Linked DNA regions of Mus musculus: region 2 is linked to region 1. The links are chromatin contacts, called in public HiChIP or PLAC-seq maps. All regions are on one chromosome and are shown on one strand. The core of a region is the stretch at or near the end of the contact, and the rest is flanking DNA. Distances in the headings are between cores, read along the strand shown. Region 1 has its middle 15 kb from the start of 4930519D14Rik. Region 2 overlaps Exoc2 (exocyst complex component 2).

Region 1 (3,553 bases), core at 716-3,215:
TGATGGGAAGCCAGGAGATCAAAACTCTATGCCTCTTGCTTCTACACTCTTTTTCAGTTAAAGCCTAAGTCACCTGCAGGGAAGCACACAGTGCTTGGGTTAAAAACTTCTTGTGTGTACACTCAACACACACACTACTGACCAACTAGCAGGGCACTGTTTTGTTTTTTTTTTTTTTTGGCAATTTTTAAAGGACGTGTTCATACCTTATATACACACAAAGAAACTCTTAGAGGTCCATCCCAGAACTATTCTCTAAACCCATGGATGTATTTCTTTTAAAACAATCATCTTATGGCAACAATACTTAGTTCTCTTCCATTTTTTTTTGTTGTTGTTGCTAGGATTTAGCTTGTGAGAATAACCTTTAAATCTTGTTTACTTGAGTTTTACAAATAGCTTTGCATTTTAAACATCAGAATAACTAATTATCTAAGCTTAAACAATTCTATGTCTCAGGAAATGTATTCTTTCAGAGAAAGGCTGTCTGTATAAAAGCACTGACACACCCTCTTAAGGGAAAAAAATGGAAGTTTCCTTTTCCTCACAATGATAAAATCAGAATTGGAACTATCTCATCATGGGGAGATTTCTTATGATTAGTCAACCAAGAGCAGTCAGAGGAAGATCGAGTTAATTTTTAAAAGGAAACTGTTTCAGAAAGCGTGACTTTTTTCTATAACACAATCAGTACTTTAGAGAAAAATAATGCATTGACTTTACTAATAGGCATGCTACAGTCCTGAAATTTTTCCCAAAACTTTTATCCAGAAGGCATTTTATTTATTTAAAATTTAAAGTAAATTTATCATTAAAATACTTTATCATTAAAATAGTTATCATCAAAATACTTATCATTTTATTATAAATATCAAAATACTTTATCATTAAAATACTTTCAGACAAGTAAAAACCTCACACAGCAGAATTAGAGACTCCAGGGTCTATGCAACTCACTGAGCTGCTCTGCACACTTAGGATATGCATTCAAAATGGATGCTTTGGAACTCCACGTTAGATTTTACAATTTTGGGGGTCAGTCATATACATTTTATGGAATTATCCACTTTAGATTTTAAAAATTCTGATTACCTTAATTTTTAAAGAAGACAATATCAAAGACTTCTTTCTTTTAGAAAGAACCATAGGACATGAACAAAATGGAATCTGGGAAAAAATGTTCATCTGTCAGAGTTTGTGTTTTATGATATTAAATATAATTAGACACTAAATATGATGCATTTATATGAACATGATACAAATATTTCTATAAATATATGTTCAGTATGAATAATTTAATATAGAATGTCATGGCTCTCCTCCCACTGCCTTCTCATGCTGTCTGCATGGCTGTCCACACAAATGTCCGTCTGTCTGGTCTGTCTGTCATTCCAATCAGGCATCTGCGGAGGAGCCAGAGAGACTCAGACTATACATGGCAGTTTCAACATAGCACACATTAGCAAAATGCAGGGGGCAGTAACAGCTACTAAGCATAAATCAGGTCAAAATATCACCACCACAGAGCAATGCTGATAAGACCAACAGTTAATCTGCTGTGTAAACACCAAGCCTCAGTACAGATCGTGTCAGAATCAGCACCTGGGTACCTATCCCACCAATGGTCCTAATACAATCTTGGTTTGGGTCTGATGCTAAGCTCTGAAAGAACGTGTGCCTTTAGTCACTGTATACATGTAACATTAGTGACAACTGAAGATTGATATTTCCCAGAACAGGAAGTGGGGGGTCCACCAACCTCCAGTTGTCTGAGAGTTGTTGAGCCTCTTGTAAAATGAGGAAGGGCTGACAGCCACCATTTTCCATGAGATACTTTCTTTAAACTTTAAGGTTGTAACCACGGGGAAGCAAACCGAAAAGCATCCTTTTTCTAGGCTCTGTGCATGCCTTACTGATGTCAGAACTTTTAAAGTGATGTGGGTCTGTAAGAACCGCCCCTCCACCCCCGCCCAAGTCACTGAAAATTCAAAACCAATGTCATAGCATTGTGGGTTCCTGCTGGTCCTCTCCTGGTGCAGAAATGCAGGCGCACAGCGGCAGCATGCCTTCTAATGCAAACTGCTAATACGCTGCTGGCTTCGATGTTTACTGCCTGGTTTCACTGCCTTCTAGGAACCTCTTTTCAAAAGCTGGGTGGCTTATGTTGTGTAGTTAATATCTTTTTAGTTTCTTTTTTAAAGTCCCGAAGTAGGGTTCACTTGGTGAGCCTATCTTTCCCAGTAATTTCACTTTTAGTTGGTTATCTTCCTTAACGTGTTCACTCAGAACACATGTGACGACTCCTCCAGGGCTCAGAGATTGGCATAACCCAACCAATCATCGACCCTGATCGAGTTAGAGGCCAGATCTTCCTTAGGCAAGAGTTTCTCCCATCCTACTCTTGTAAGTGGATGCACTAAGGGCCACCTCAACCTCCGCTTGAGTTTGGTCTCATAAAGTGGAGTGGGAATAAGGTAGAGGGTCTTGGTACAAGATTGGCATTTATGCTTCTTAGGGATTCAGATGAAGGAGTGAGAGGTGGGTCTCATCCCATAGAAAACGTTTTGGTCAGAGCTATTTTCAATCAAGTAGCAAATTGAGCAGAAGTAGAGAATGAAGATGCTGGCAAGGAGAAATGAGGCAGCTGGGGTAAGGTCCTCCCCTTCTCCTCAGCACTGGGGATATAGTCCAGGACCACATTCTCCCTGGGCCCGTGAGATGGGTGAGAGTGGTTTTTGCTCCACACTCCAGCTGAGAGGCGTAACTGCTGAGTCCCAGTGGTACTGTTGCTGATGACTTACGAGCTCCTTGCTGGTCCCATGTCTCAAGCCCTCACCTTGGCCAAAGTTGGCTCCAGTACGAGCCTTCGGTGTTCATAATCAAAACATATCCTTGCCCATGCACAGACAAGTAAGTGGGATGGAAAAGCACACGGAGGTATTTCTTAGTGTGGTTGGACAACGAGTTCCCTGTGTCCTTGACACAGGGAGGTGCTCTATGGAATTGATGTTGACCCTGCGACCAAGTTGGTAAAGGAGGAACAATGGGACCTTGAAAAAGTCCTCCCCCTCCCCGCTCTCTTCCTAGGTTCCTCATCTAGAAGGACCTTTAGAAATAGCTTTTGAGTATTTATTCCCCAGAAGAGGAACTTGAGGCCCAGAGAGGTAAAACTATCCACAAGGTCACACAGCTAATTCTCAGCAGAACTGAAAATCCCCTGAATGTCTGTAATCTGAACTGAACTCACCCTGGGGTACCTGCTGCCTCATAACTAGCGCCCACAGCCTCCCAGAACCAGGGTGTCCTCACTCAGCCACTCCTTCCTTTGGAAACGTTCTTAATTTAGCTGTCACTCAGGACAACTCATGGTGCTGCCTCCAGCTGGGCTCTGCCAGACAGACGCTGTTCACATGGAAGCTCCCAATGTGAAGTAACCAAGGCAACCCACAGAAATACCAATGGGCTTTTTTTTTTTTTTTAAACAATTGAAATGGGATTGCTCTGTGACTTTGCTAGCCATGTAGATAAATGTAAAATGAGTCAATACAAAACC
Region 2 (3,864 bases), core at 963-3,462, 200 kb before region 1:
TTATATAGTTCATTATGTAGTAGTTATACTTTATTTTAAGACTAGAAAAACTCCTTTGAAAGATCTTGACAGTGATAGATTTTTAGTGAGAAGTAAAGATACCTCTTTCAAATACACCTGCATTTATTTCTTAGTATGACAGTTTCTCAGTTATGAAAGTCAGTAAATCTAAGGCAGCAAAATAAAGTGGACTTAGTCCTAGACCTTCAGCTTATTTAAATATTAACTCCAGCACACTTCTCATACTCTGCAAGTATGAAACCATCTATTGTGTTGCTGTTGACTGAATTCCTGTTCACTCCTGGGAGAGGGTTCTGCTGTTTTTTCCTATATCTTTGACCGTGGAAATGTATGTTACAGTGGAGCTTTCTGAATCTAGACCACAGCCACCACAATATTCAGACCCAGTTAGCACTGCAAATATACCATTTGACACGTTTTATAAAATAGGCGTTTCTGCATTTAGATCATGTTATAACTTTAGGTGTAAATATACTTGTATTGAGAGGGTTAAAATTTGTATACCTTTGATTTGAACAATCCTATAGACTTTTAGGTTGTACCTCCTGACAGCAAATATGATGTTTTAATCACCGTGGGGAGCCATGAACAAGTCCTTCCTTTGGCAGAGCTATCAGGGAGAGTGAAGGCATTGCATTTCTTTGGCATTAAAAACCTGCATTGAGCTATTGCAGATCACTCAGGATATATCTAGCAGAGAGGATATATCTAGCAGAGAGGATATATCTAGCAGAGAGGATATATCTAGCAGAGAGGATATATCTAGCAGAGAGGATATATCTAGCAGAGAGGATATATCTAGCAGAGAGGATATATCTAGCAGAGAGGATATATCTAGCAGAGAGGATATATCTAGCAGAGCACCGGGAAAGCAAGCTTCTTGTGAGGACAAAGAGCAGCTCAGGGGCTGGAGTGAAATAGCCACTTGAATCCACATGTGTGAAGGAAGATTGCATCGTAAAGAGTCAGAAACAGAATCCCGTGTATGAAATGAGGAGCTGAGCCCTCCTCTATCCTCTTGCTCCCCTTGGATTGTGTGTCTTGTCCTCAGAACCATCTCCGAAAGCTGTTATCGAAGCTCTACAAATAAAGGCTCAGGCAGGTAGACAGCCCCTGGGGAGCCAGAGGCTCACTCAGATCCACCACCCTGCCCTTTCTACGTAACCTCTGTCTTCTGCCATTGGATCCACCAGTGCAGAAGCAGCACTTTGTGTCTTTAATACTCTCAGCAGATTAGTGGCTTGTGCAAAAACATAGGACTCTAGAGACAGACACTTGTACCTGGATTCTTACTGTGGAAATGGGGCTTGACTAATTCACAACTGTTGACTTCTAGTTTTCACATGACCAAACTTTTTAATATCTAGATTGATCCTTTGATTTAATGACTAAAGTTACAACAGTGGGCCACTCCTTCATATGAAAGATTAGTCTATGGAGCTGGATGTTGAGGATGAGGCTCACACCCAGTTCTTTCTCTGCCCCACAGTTGGTTCCAGTGCTGGGGCACCTCACTACAGCTCACTGCTCTCATAAGCCCGAGAGCAGCTCTGCACCTTCTGCACACGGGTGCCAGGCCATGGGCGGGCTCCTCACATGGGCGGGCTCCTCACATGGGTGGGCTCCTCACATGGGTGGGCTCCTCACATGGGCGGGCTCCTCACATGGGCGGGCTCCTCACATGGGCGGGCTCCTCACATGGGCATGCTCCTCACATGGGCATGCTCCTCACATGGGCATGCTCCTCACATGGGCATGCTCCTCACAGCTGACGTGTTTTCCAGAGTCCACAGCTCAGTAGCCTGCTACCCAGCAGTGCTTCCAGCCCAAGCGTCAGGTTTCAATCTTACAATCTTACTGAAATAATATTTTCTTTAAACTGGCCTCCTTGAGATTTTGAAAATTGAACAGTTCCTATTTATGCAATATTATGTTCAGAGTGGTAGTTTACAGTGTGAATAAAAACTCTCATTTGCATGGAGAGAGTGAATCTTTTTTGTTGTTACTTTCACTTTTCCAGTTAAGACTGCTTTCTAATGAAAGGCTTGATGAGGGGATGAGAGAGGGGTGTGTGTGAGTGTGTGTGTGTGTTGGTGTGTTAATGTTGTGTGTGTGTGTAGTTAGTTGAGACAGAGTAGTTTTAATGTGTCAGTTCGTGTTAATTCTGTCTCCTTTGAAGGCTGAAGTTCAGGATGTCAGGGTTATGAGGAACTGGCTGACTCGTGCGCTAATGCTGCAGACTGTTCTGTGACATGCGCTGTTGATGTGATCCATGGTTCCTGTAACACATCACGTAAACTGCTGAGGAGAGGCTGGGGACTTGCGTCCCCCTTGCCTATTTCTAAGTCTTGAAAGCTGTTTTTCTAAACAGCTTTTAATAATAAGGCAGTTTATTGATACTAAGTTCCACTGAATTTTATTTATATGTATATAAAAGTAAACCATGAACTCATTAGTATTTTCATTGCTGGTAATACTTTGTTTTCTAAAGAGTAGAGTTTTCCTATGAAATCCACCATAGTGATCAGTAGGACCACATTTTGATACAGGAAAAGTCCTGGTATAGAAAACAGCACTATAGAGGCAGAAGTTATTATTCACACACTCACAGTAGGGCCACCTTGCCCCTGAGGATACAAGTCAGTATGGGAATGTACACCAAAACAGGGAGACCTGTACTTCCAACAGAAATTTGCTTTCTCCATTACAACAAAAGCTAATTGTATTATGTGATATTTAGGCTTCTTTGTCTGTTATGCCAATACTGATAAAGTTTCTGACTATCTTTAAAAAAAAAAAAAAAAAACAGGCAGTATGTGTCTTTAGAGTATAGTTGAATAGATAGTTTACTTAAAAAGAAAAAAAAAAAAAAAAAACAGCCCAGGCTTCTTTCATGTAATGTTTCAGTTTGACAATTTTAAAAAGTACATTGTGGGATATTTATAGTATTTTTCGATCTATTTTTGTCAGTAGACTAGGAGTGCTAACTGATTTAGGGCACAGGGGTTAAAAACAGGAAATGTGGTGTACGAAGTAGGTTGTCTCCAGACTTTCCAATTTCTTGAAGTATTACCTACCGGGGAGTGCCGGGTTTCAAAACAACACTAGCAGAGAACTTTGAGTTTGTCCATAGAGAAGCAATGTCTGTTGTGCCAGGAAGTGGTTCACGGGAAGGAAGGTCTGCATTCTTGGTATGGCTTCACATGGTACGGCATGCTTTCTGTAACTCCTTTTGAGACTCCAGACAGGCAGAGGAGTGAAAGGCTTGGCTTCGTCCACCTTTACATTTTGCTTAAAATGCTACTTGATTTTTTTTTCAATGAAAAGTTTTGTCAAATTGCTGTTTAAAAGTTTTCAATGAACTGTTGAGTTGGGACATGTTGTAGCACCAGGCAACCCATGGTTAAAATGCATGGAGAAGCAAGACCTCTGTTTCCTGTGGCCTTTTGAATGACAGCTTGGCAGAATCTACCAAGACTGAAAACCCTCCAACGCAGCAGTTCCACCTCTAGGTTATCCTATTAAAATAAAATGAGCTAGGTGATACATCCCTGTAGTCCCAGCACTCGGGATGCGAGGAGGGGGATTATTGCAAATTCTGGACCAGCAGGTCTACAAAGTACATCTACATGTGTACTATATGAGCTCAAACCTATGACATTTCTGGAAAAGACAGAATGGTAGGGGTTTGCGGGGAGAGAAAGCAAGCAGCTTCAAGGTTAATGGAGAAGGAGACATCCATGAGAGAGGCAGCAGTGACGTTTCAGGCACAAAGACTGTCACATCACTGTAGTGGTGAGCATATTCCACTAAGCCGACAGAATGTGCATCTCCAGCAGTGGC

The links. HiChIP or PLAC-seq counts read pairs in DNA pulled down with a chosen protein or histone mark.
Region 2: a contact with region 1 is called in a BATF HiChIP or PLAC-seq map of CD8 T cells, with 27 read pairs. The contact joins two enhancer-like sites. A contact is called at or near these places in 2 of 484 Hi-C or Micro-C datasets (forebrain and nephron progenitors) and 8 of 115 datasets of contacts at active chromatin or transcription factors (the 230-238 cell line, CD8 T cells, Th17 cells and 5 more).

What each region holds. Positions count from the first base shown.
Region 1 is chr13:30,628,438-30,631,990 of GRCm38.p6, reverse strand. No RefSeq gene overlaps it. Among named protein-coding and RNA genes, the nearest start is that of 4930519D14Rik, 15 kb to the right of the region's middle. Within about 2 kb of position 1,965, at least 28 of the 459 cell types and tissues checked have an H3K27ac peak or open chromatin away from gene starts, as enhancers often do. A contact at or near this core is called in CD8 T cells and Th17 cells, where this site is marked.
Region 2 is chr13:30,832,904-30,836,767 of GRCm38.p6, reverse strand. All of the region lies in intron 23 of Exoc2 (exocyst complex component 2), which reads left to right. Among named protein-coding and RNA genes, the nearest start is that of Irf4, 86 kb to the right of the region's middle. Within about 2 kb of position 2,212, at least 87 of the 459 cell types and tissues checked have an H3K27ac peak or open chromatin away from gene starts, as enhancers often do. A contact at or near this core is called in CD8 T cells and Th17 cells, where this site is marked.